Regions from separate parts of the Anas platyrhynchos genome. Here regions 2 and 3 are each linked to region 1. The links are chromatin contacts, called in public Hi-C maps. All regions are on one chromosome and are shown on one strand. Each heading gives the region's core, a stretch centred on a gene start, on an enhancer-like site or on the middle of the called end of the contact. The rest is flanking DNA. Distances are from core to core; before and after follow the strand shown. Region 1 has its middle 22 kb from the start of BCL2L10. Region 2 holds the start of LEO1 (LEO1 homolog, Paf1/RNA polymerase II complex component). Region 3 overlaps LOC140003403 (a long non-coding RNA gene).

Evidence for each region. A called contact is a pair of places that touch in the nucleus more often than the background predicts.
Region 2: a contact with region 1 is called in a Hi-C map of small yellow follicle, with 4 times the contacts expected there. The contact joins the promoter of LEO1 here to the enhancer-like site in region 1. A contact is called at or near these places in 5 of 8 Hi-C or Micro-C datasets (liver, skeletal muscle, small yellow follicle and 1 more).
Region 3: a Hi-C map of liver shows a contact between it and region 1, with 2.2 times the contacts expected there. The contact joins two enhancer-like sites. A contact is called at or near these places in 2 of 8 Hi-C or Micro-C datasets (F1 follicle and liver).

What each region holds. Positions count from the first base shown.
Region 1 is chr11:5,573,639-5,577,223 of IASCAAS_PekinDuck_T2T, forward strand. No RefSeq gene overlaps it. Among named protein-coding and RNA genes, the nearest start is that of BCL2L10, 22 kb to the right of the region's middle. Within about 2 kb of position 1,948, at least 5 of the 8 cell types and tissues checked have an H3K27ac peak or open chromatin away from gene starts, as enhancers often do. A contact at or near this core is called in subcutaneous adipose tissue, where this site is marked.
Region 2 is chr11:5,456,562-5,460,146 of IASCAAS_PekinDuck_T2T, forward strand. It overlaps LEO1 (LEO1 homolog, Paf1/RNA polymerase II complex component), which reads left to right and starts at 1,615. Exons shown (of 12, transcript XM_072043476.1): 1 at 1,615-1,762; 2 at 2,365-3,090; 3 at 3,355-3,459. The coding sequence starts at 1,705.
Region 3 is chr11:5,491,342-5,494,926 of IASCAAS_PekinDuck_T2T, forward strand. The region is part of intron 1 of LOC140003403 (a long non-coding RNA gene); the gene reads left to right. Among named protein-coding and RNA genes, the nearest start is that of LEO1, 35 kb to the left of the region's middle. Within about 2 kb of position 1,535, at least 3 of the 8 cell types and tissues checked have an H3K27ac peak or open chromatin away from gene starts, as enhancers often do.

The DNA.
Region 1 (3,585 bases), core at 698-3,197:
TGCATACACATTGGCATTTGCTACGCTGTGCTTGCAGCCAGCTAGGCGAACTGGTGATGGAAGTCTGGGTTTTATGTCTAAGACAGCAAGTGCAAAAGTCATTGTACTGGCAAAAGTACTGAGATGAGTATTTTTGCCTGCACAAAATCAGCATCTGCTTGGGGACCAGGTAGTGACTGGCTGGGAGAGGACAGTGGGCTTCTTTGGAGTGTGCTACTGAATTCATGCTCATAAAAGGCTGACAGCAACATTTCTGAGACAGATAGGAATCTCTGTGGAGAGCAAGGCAGCTGAAAACAAGATGACCCTTGTCAAAGGAGTGATCCTATCTGTTTTTGCAAGAGGAATAACATGCATTTTTCTGTTAGCATAACAGCATAAAGTACCAAGAGCAACAACTAGGAATTTGGCAAAATCTGGTTTTCAGTGCTGAGAACACGCCAGCCCTCTGAGGCAATATGGTACAATTTCTGCAGGTGAAAAACAGAAGCCCAAGCTGTGCTATGCCCAGAGGCAGTGCCAGCATGGCAGCGAGCTGGCACTGTGTCCTTGTGCCTGCTGTTGGGCCAAGGGCCAGCAGCCCAACTGGGGAGCGAGGAGCTCAGGAGACAGGGCCTCAGCCCGCAGGGATAGCCTCCTGCCCACCACATGGCAGGAATGAAAATGGCAGGGAAAATCCCCAAGGATAGAGCATTTTTCCAGACAAGCCTGGCACAAATGAAAGGCTTGCAGGACTCCCTTTTCTCTCCAGCTAAGTCCCTGTTCCCCACAGACCACAGAGCCAGGCTGGGTGCTGGGTGACAGCAACCGGCTGAAGCAAACCCCTAAACCTTACTCTCCCTCCTGAACTTTGGGAAGGTTGTCCCGGATTTTGGTCGCAGATTTGTGCCTGACCTTTGTGCGTCTCAGCCATCCCAAACACGCAGTTTAAACGCTTAAGTAATCTTTGATCTTTCAGGGTTAATGATCAGATGCAACTTTGAAGCCGATGAACTTATGAACCAGGATGTGTTGGGAAAGGCCGAGGCATGCAACGATTAGCTGTTTCTCAGGAGGGTGTTAGCTGGTGGTCTCTCCACACTTGTGTGGTGCTGTGAAATCAGCAGCGGGCCGTGTTATATGGGTTTGCTGAGCTTTTTTCAATTTGTTTCAGTATGAAGGAGATCAGACTCAATTGTTTATTACAGTTTATCTGCTCTCGACCCCTGCAGCTGCTCCCCAAAGCTGACTGGAGCCGTGTGTGGCCATGCCCTGCCTGTGGGACCAATGCTCTGGATGGGGACTGCATCAGTGAGGGGCAGCACTGCCGTGCCCACCGCTCCCTGCCCTGGCATGTGGCACCCTGCTCTTCCATTCTGCTCTGTGCCCCCTCTGTCTTCTCAAGCACAGCAAGGGTTTCCCAAATGCCTTCAATTTTACAAGCCGTTAGGGTATTCTGTGGTATGAAAACATGAGCAGAGCAACGCTAATGGGATGCAAGCCGGTTTTGTGTGAAAAGGCATTCCTAATGGAGAGAGAAACCACCCATTAAAGGCTTGAGTACACCTGAACCTTTAACATTTTCAAAAATTCTTTTTGAACTTCATCACAGAGAACCCTGAACAGGGAGGGCAGCATCCTTAGGGTGGCGTTGAGCCCCGTGACCGGGCGCCACACGGCACTGTGAGCATGGCAGGCAGGGCCCTCGCTCGGCCAGCGCTGCGGCGGCTCGGGAGGCTTCTTGCAGCAGCAGCAGCAGCCCGTCCTTCCAAACCAACCCCCGTGCTCACACCGGGGCCTCGGGCAGCCGCAGCGACAGGACCGTGTCTTGAAGGCCCCCGCCACGTCCCGGCCGCCGGCGGCCCTCCCTCAGCGGCGGGCGGGCGGCAGCGACGCCCGCTGGCCGGGCCGGGCCCCACACGGGGCTGCTCGCCTGCGGCCGCCTGGGGCCGTGTGTGAGCCGCGGATCCCAGCCCCGCTGTCGCCGCCGGGGGCGAGCCGGGCCCTGCCCGCCGCACTGCAGCACCCTGCCGGCTGACAGCGGGGCTCGGCCTCAGTTTTTACAGTGTTTTACTGCAGTTTTTACAGTGGCCGACATGCTCTCAGAGGGCAGTTCAGGCTTCTACAGCACGTCGTGAGGCGCACGGCTTCTCTTCCACAACCAGTTTTGAGCCTCTCTCCGGGGTTTGCCTCTAGCTCCCAGCCACCTGTGCCAGGCAGGATGCTGCTGGGCCTGTGTTGTGGCCAGGGAGAGGGAGCCGCAGCCACCCTGGGAGGCCGAGGGCCAGATCTCGGCCACCAGCACGGTGTCCAGGCCCCGGGGCTGCTGTCCCTGAGCTGGTGGAGCTGGCAGGCAGCGGTACAAACACGTGAGACAAAGCACAAGGATCAGGCCGTGCCGAGGCTGGTGTCATGCAGACACCTACCTGCAGGCCTGCAGCCATTGTACACACACCCTGAGAGGTCAGCGTCCCTTCACCGGCCCCGATAACATATGAACTTCCAAGTGCAAAGCACAGCAGAGCACCCAGACTGGATGGACATCAGCAGCTGCGCTTCCTACAGCCGTGGCCTCAAGCAGTCAGGGTTCCCTCCCTGTATCTTGTGTCTGTGAAGTCTAAAGACTCCCCTGTGAGTGGCTCACCTAGTTTAGAAACTGAGAAAGGGAAGATCCCGCTACCCAGTGTAAAATATTTACATCTCACAGTCAGCACTTAAAAACATTCAAATCATCTGCATGATCTCTAAGGGATATGGTTTAGTGGGGACTGTTAGTGTTAGGTCAGAGGTTGGACTCGATGATCTTGAGGTCTCTTCCAACCTAGAGATTCTGTGATTCTGTGATTCTGTGATCTCAAACTTTCTTTGAGGAAGGGGTGAGGGAATTCTTTCTCCTTCACATGGGCTTTTAGCATTGACAAAGCACTTTCATGTCCTGATTTTCAGAGTCACTTGACCCCTGGTGCAAGAAGTACCATCTGATACTGCTGTATGACAGCGCTCGATGTTGGGCATGCTGTGGCCTGGTGTGTCATGCGGCTGGCCCCTGACAAAAAGTCCTCATGTGTTTCCCATCTGCTGACTTCTCACCGCTGGGGGAAACCCGCTCCCCCTGAAAAGGACGGGCTTTCCCCAGGTGCAAAGTCACACTGGTTCCCCTAGAGCTGCGGTAGCCGCTGCCTGCCTCGCATAGCACTCAGCTCTGAAGTGCTTTGACTCACTTGTGGGTGCAGCACATCATGCGAAACCCTGCCCCCGCCTGCAACTGCTGATGCTCACAGAGCAAATGGTGCAATACCTGTGTCCGGTTCCCCCAGGGCCGGCAGCACAGTGCTCCCCGAGGCTTTGCCGCAGCCTAAATAGCCCCGTAGTCATTATTAAGCCCATTGCGTCAAACAGCAGCTTCGCCTTGGGAAACACCTAAAGCCTCACAGCTGGCTCCCCACTGCACCGCTGCTGCACATACACCCACCTCCACCGCACCACTGCTGTCGGGCCTGGCACAGGCACTGGCAGCAAGGACATAGCAGGTTCTCAGGGACATGGCGTGGGGATGGGGCTGTAGGGAGGTTGGGATGGGTTCCAGCGGAACCTTTGATGTGAAGG
Region 2 (3,585 bases), core at 365-2,864, 120 kb before region 1:
AACCAGACTGTAATGTTTTCCTTCATTTGTTGAAGGGTTACATGTTCATGAAATCTGTTCGCTTGTGATTTTATGGAGACTTATCTTACTATTATCAAACAAAGTTATGTAATTATCTCCTGTTTGAAGATGAAGGAGAAAAAATGAAAGGCTGGATTATGGAAATAATAGACAAAATCTCTTCCTTATTTCTTTATAGAATTAAATTTAGCTGCTTGATGGTTTATATTCCCGTCAAAGACAGGCTTTAAAGTTGCAACTCTCTGGTGCCCTGTCACAGAAAAAAGTAGAGCACCTCTCTTAATTGGTTTAGCTCTACAGACAGCAGCAAAGTATTCCACTGCTTGTCAGAGCTTTCAGGATAGACAGAATGGGCATAGATTCTTTTTTTCTCTTTAATCAGAAGAGTTTGGCCCTCCAAATTGTTGAAGGACACCTGGTGTGGTGCATGGAACAGTTACAAGTCACTTTTCTGCCTACAACGTATAACCTTTCTGGAATAAATGAAGGAATTCAGTCTGTAGCCAGGAGTCGTCAACAGTCTAAACTTGAATCTTGTGATTTAATGGTTTCAGATGTAGTGGGATGTTATACACGACTTTGTTTCGAAGTGTAGAAGTGGTATTACTCTGATAGTTAGATACTGTTAACACAAGGTCTTTTTTCAGAAGAGGTGGTACATTTTCTTCTAGATTCTTTTCCAGGTTTAATGCAGAAGTCAAATGACCACATATTGTTGATTCTGTTGGCTCCAATCTAAGCATGGAAACACATACTATATTCTAAAACAGTTATATATTTACTGTTGTATGTTAAAGATGTACTGTTATTCAAGCTGTAAAAAAAAACTAGGCTGTTTGTAAGCTACAAACGAGCATGTGTTCAATTTAAATTTCCATTGAGGAAATATGAATTGAGTGTTTTTAGCTTATCAGCACTATATGCTGTCAGACTGTAAAACAGTAAACTTGTTGAATGATTAAATTACTGTTTTTTTTTTTTTCCTTAAGTAGTGCACTACTACTTAAGTAGTAGTCCTCGGAGTAGTCCTACTCCAGCAGTAAGCTGGCTGCAGTTGTCTGCCTGTGAACTACAGCTCAGCCATGTGGTTCAAGCACTTGTGGCTGGGCTTGCTGGGGAAGGGAAGCGCCTGGGGCAGCTGGCTATCTCCACAGCCCCTCTCTCCTTCCACCTGATTTTTCTACCTGATTTTCTACCTGCTGCGTTAGATGCTGCCACAGCAGGAGCTGGGAGCTGTGGGAGGCAAGTGCAGTGCTGTTACACCCCTCCCCTTTTCTCTAAAACGGCCCTGGCTCCTTGTGCATCCTCCTCTGGCGCTTTGAGCCCTGCGCCCTCATCCAGCTCCGTCAGAGCTCACGCAGCCGGCAGCCTGTGGCTGTCTTTCCCTTCTCGGTGTGCCCTGAAGCAGAGCGTTGCCAAGGGCGGCTGGGCTGCGACCTGAGCGTGCTTAAACAGCAGCGGGGGAGAACCGCGGCCCCGAGCAGGGCTGGGGGCGGACGGGGACCTCGCGGCGCCGCGTGTGGGGACGCAGGGGCCGGGGGGGGCGCTAGCGGCACAAGATGGCGGCTGCCCGGGGCCGCCTTCCCGCGCGGGGAGGGCGCGTGCGCGGGCCCGGCCCCGAGCCCGGGGGTGGGCGGGGGGGGCGCTGCGGGACCGCGTCACTGCGCGGCGCCGGCGGCGGCCATGGCCGACATGGAGGAGCTGTTCGGCAGCGACGCCGACTCGGAGGCCGAGCAGAAAGGTGCGCGGCGCCGGCCCCGCCCGGCCCTGCCGCTGCCGCTCGCCCCCCCGGGCCGGCCAGGCCGTCGGTTCCCGGCTCGGGCTTGGCCGCTCCCGGCAGGGCGGGGAGCGGGGCGGCGGTGTCGGAGCGGCGCCGTTACGCCGGGCGCCTGAGGGCTTTGCCCCGGGTCTGCGCGGGGCGGGAGCGCCGTGTGCTGCCCGGCGGGGCGGGGAGAGGCTGCAGGGGGGGGAGCTGGGTCTGAGGGAACGGCGGCGGTCTGAGACGTGAAAGGTTTCACAAACTGCGTCGTTCCGTGTTTGAAATTCTCGCTGTTTCCAGTTTTGTGCAATTACTGGTTCCTTTTCAACTTCGGGATCTTATTTGGCAGCTGGTGGTGAGACCTTAACGTGGCGCCTGTCAGGTTTCGTTACGCCTTTCATTTCGTGTCACCTTCTATTTTGTTGTCGTAGGTAACTCACGTGCTTCTTTCTTACAGATCTCTGTTGTTGCTGTTTCTTTTGTTTATTTCATTAATATTTTTTTAAATCGATACTCATCTTCTTGTGAGGCTCCCCGTAGGGATGTTTTATTTCGTGTTTAAAAGGGCGATGTCTGTTTTGCAGATTCTGACTCTGGATCCGAATCTGATTCCGATCAGGAGAACGCTGGCTCTGGTAGTAACGCTTCTGGAAGCGACAGTGACCAGGACGATGATAGGGAGGCAATAAAACCTAGTAATAAAGAACTGTTTGGAGATGACAGCGAGGATGAAGGAGCATCCCATCATACAGGCAGCGACAACCACTCTGACAGATCGTACAATCGCTCTGAAGCCTCAGGGCATTCTGAGCATGAAGATAACGATCAGTCAGATGTGGATCAGCACAGTGCTTCAGAAGCTGCTCACGATGATGAGGAGGATGATCGAGGGCACGGGTCAGATGAAGGCAGTCATCATTCAGAGGGAGATGGTTCTGAAAAGGCACATTCAGAGGATGAGAAGTGGGGCAAGGAGGACAAGAGTGATCAGTCAGACGATGAGGAGAGGCAGCAGAACTCTGATGATGAGGAGAGGCAGCAGAACTCTGACGATGAGGAGAAAGTGCAGAACTCTGATGAAGATGAAAGGCCGCAGATGTCTGATGATGAGGAGAGAGCCCAGAACTCTGACGAGGAGAAGATGCATAACTCCGATGAGGAGGAGAGGCCGCAGGCCTCAGATGAGGAGAAGATGCAGAACTCTGATGATGATGAAAGAGCCCAGCATTCTGACGAGGAGAAGGTGCAGAACTCTGATGATGATGAAAGGGCCCAGCATTCTGATGAGGAGGAACAAGAGCGGAAATCTGGTAGGACCAAATACAGGGGTAATGATTTGCTTCTTATAGGCCTGTTTTGATCTTTATTGTTTACTTCATATTGGCTTGAAAAGATTCCAACTTAAATGTAAAGTCATTAATCACAAAGCTTTTAATTACAGTCATCTTTATAACGTTTTTTTAAAGCCCATTTAAATTCCTTTCCATCTGAATCAAATTTAGTAATACAAAGGAATTTTGAAATATGTGCAACAAAATTCTTGATTTACTGTGAGTCATTATGCTCCTTGGTAGAGTCTGCAAGAGGTAGCGATAGCGAGGATGAAGTTCTGCGAATGAAGAGAAAGAAACCAATTGCGTCAGATTCAGAGGCGGACAGTGATACAGAAGGACAGAAAGGTAAATGGTGGGGTTGTTTTGTGGGCTTTTGGTTCATTTGTCTTTTAATTCTCATCTTAAACACGCCATTCATCTGCTGTGAGACTTGATACAATTGATAGCATTTTCTATATGGAGTAACTGTAG
Region 3 (3,585 bases), core at 285-2,784, 83 kb before region 1:
GACTCACTCCGGTGTAACCATCACCTGCCCTGATGCTCATTGCCAGAGCAGGCAGTGTTATAATAATACAGGCAGTAGTATAATAATAATGCTCAGAGCCGAGTACTTTGCACTTTCCATCCTCAAAGCAAACATTAACTAACTTGTTGACACGACCTCCCGCTGTGGGAGGCAAATCAGGGAGAGAGTTTTAAAAGCAGACTGGGTCCTCAGGGGAGAATTAAGAGGTAAGATAGGTAATGTTTTATCACACCCCCATTTTAGCACAGTGTAAGTGCCCAAAATGAAGCGTGTGAGTTGGATACATGCATTCCTTGCACATTACCAAGGCAGGGACGGTAGGGCCAGAAGGTCCAGCTGTCCCCTGGATGCCACGCTATTTCCCAGCTCTGCGATGCCACTTCCATGTTACTGCAGAGGTGTTTATACGCATCCGGGCGATGTTTTATGGTATGCATCTAGAAAAATTACAACATAAACATGTCTGTTCACAAAATGAGACTTCTACCTGGCAGTTTACAAGGATTTTGTAGCTTCTCTGACTTAGTAAATCTCTCTACTTTCCCTAATGAGAAAAATCTCAAGTCTCCTGAGGGTAGGACTAATGTTCTTGGTAGAGAATATTCATTTTTTTTAAGGTTAAGTCTTTTGGAAGGAAAAAGATGGTGCTGTACCTGAGTAACTCACTGCATCTCACCTGCTTTTTAGACTCTCCTGAAAATCAGAAGTTAGAAGTGTACTCAGAAATTTTAGAAGTGATGTTTCAGGGCTCTTTTTGTTAGCTTGTTCTAAGTCTTGCTCTTAGAAACTAGGGAGGGTTAGGAGGTTGGCTGTGTTTTCACTTGTTGACCAGAGCTATGTGTGGAGGGGTGTCTCCAAAAAGTCTCTCTATAGGGTAGTACCCTTATGGGGAGGAAATACGCTGTTATCCTGATGGTAGGAAAGTTTTGCAGAAGTCACCTCTGGTTAGAGAAAAGGAAAGGTAGCGAGGAGAGGTGTACGAGGGAGCTGGTGTTGTGCAGCTCTCTGGGGGTTTTTGGTGCTGCTAAGTTGCTGTTTCTGCACTGTTATTGCTGAGTATGTGTCATTAAGCATCGAAGAGATGGCTCCTACAGACAAATCAAACTGAATTACATGAAGGCCCGTATCATGTCCGACACTTAGCTACCCCTTTGTCCTAGGCTCTTTATTGGAGGGGGATGGCAGCAGCCTCCCGAGTCCCCTGTGGTCAGAGCTGTGGTTTGAAGGAAATGCCAGGAAGATTTGTCCGTGCTGTCATAGAAAGTCTGGAGCCTGTAATCCTGGAGTAGATCCAAAACCTCCTGTGTTTTGTGCACAAGCCCATCCTCAGAAGGGCTTGCTGTTTCCTGATGCTGCTGGAAGAATGTCCCCTGCATGATATAACCAGAAGTTGTTAACTTTCACCAGGCTTTATCCAGATGTCAATTTACTCCCAGTACTCATGAGTGAGCACTGGGAACGGATGAGGTGGTTGATGTGCCAAATTCTTCCACGGGGCTTTTCGAGCCAGAGCTGGAATGGCATTCCCTGTTTAGGCAACATTTTTGAGGGAAGAGCGGAAGAGCGGGAAGACAGAATGCAGCAGCCTGGCTCGGCTTTCTTGCATTTGCATGTATTTTCTGGACAAATTTTCCTACTCTGACTCAACATTAGTAAATGTTGAGTTTTGTCTCCCAGTGTGTAATTGTTCTCTGCTGATAGAGGAGGAAGAAGGCTGTCGTCATATGCAGTTGGTGAAATGGCCTCTGACATTTCTGTTAACTTGTTTAAACAAATAATCTTGAAACCAGTTGAAGAGGGCAGTGCACAGAGGTTAACTCTGTGAGTGCTAGTAAGTAGTGTCTGGTGTTCTGCTTACTCAGGGAGGTGTAGATACATTTTCACAGAGCTTGAGCTCCATGCAGCAGATAATTTTTTTTTATTGTTTAGTAAGATGTAGCTCTACCACAAGGGAGTTAATGTGGATGAATTGTCTGATAGTCTTGCTCTTTAGCTGAATAAAATGAACATATGCTAGTCACCTATCCAGATTTGTCAGTATTTTCATGAGTGTGGTATCATTTATGAAAGTGGTAAGGTTACCCCCCAATATTCTTTTCTATTTAAGTGGGCTATGATACAGAGCTATTATGAACAGACAACAATTACCAAAGAAGCCTGTGGCAGTGTTTAATAGCAGTATGTTTGTGCCCTTTATTACTGCAGGCATAGTCTGCTTATTCCCAACAAACTCATGGCATCTTCTGGTTAATCCCTTGGGCTACGCATATTTTAGTCTCATTTTAATGGATGTCCCAGAGGGTGAAAGAAGAGTCATCTGCAAAAAAAGCAGCTGAAAATCTGGAGGGATTTTATGAATTGTTTTCTGCCGTGTTTGTTTCACTGACCCATTTCAATTTATCTGAGAGATCTGCTGCTGCTTCTCCAGGACCACGTATAGATGGGACACGAAATGCTCCATTTGAAGTCCTCTGTTTTCCAGGCTCCCAGAACAGTGTGGTGAGTTTCCAAATGACTGGCAAAAGATTTCAAAGTGAAATAATGCCTAGGCTTGTTCTGTGCCTGACATCCACCCCACCGGTTCTTACTCCTGGCATCTCAGACGTTTTGTGAAATTCAGAGGCCTGTACTGTACCCTGTGTGTAACAGGTTTGCCGAGGGCTTTTGGAAAGTCCCTGACAAAGACCTTCCTTGGTGTACTGAGATACAGCAGTCTTTTAAGGATTGGGGTTAGCTAAGTTGTGATAAGCTGCCGGAAAAGATTTTGGGGTTCTGTTCAGCTCAGGGGAAAACACTTTAATCCACAAATCATACCTCGCTGAAGGAGTTTTTGTTCTGCCTAATTGGTCGAATGGCAGTTCATCTGTGTTTTCAGTTCTGTTCAGTGCTTAGGAAAAACACTGGCCTGTCTGAACCCCGGAAAAGGTTGTGGAGAGGCTGACAATAGGAACGATCTCCTCCCTTAGCAGGAGGAGCCACCAGAATCCTGTTTGTGAATCTTGGATGACAGTGGCTATGTGGCACGCTCACAAGGTCTTGGATGGGCTGTAGTCAGCCTGTGGGCCATAGAGAGCTCTCGCTTGCATTTTTGCAAGCATTTAGTAATCCTCTGTGCCCACAGGATCAATTTACATGAGGTGTTCAACAGTCAGTATGCTCTGATCCTTTCGGAATCTGTCTCTCTGATTCCTTTCCAATGCCCATCTGCATAACTGGAGAATCTCTCCAAGAATCTCCTTGTTGTGTTACCATTATTTTTAGTGCTAAATTACACTTTCTTCTCTGCCAGTTTAGAAATCCTTCCCAGAATGCAGGCATCCTCGTTCTTGCGTGGTTTTTTTTTTTTCTTTTTTTTTTTTTTTCCTTCACGCAAACATGACCAGCAAACTTTTTAACTGACAAGCTTAACTTGTGTGGCTTCAGATGACCTTGACATCTGAAGGAATTTCTTGTATTGCTGATGGTCTTGCATGGAAATGCTTTATGCAGTTAGTTCAGACATTTGAGATTAAAATAAATCCTGATAGTGGAGCCTTGATAAACACGATTTGGATGAATTCACTT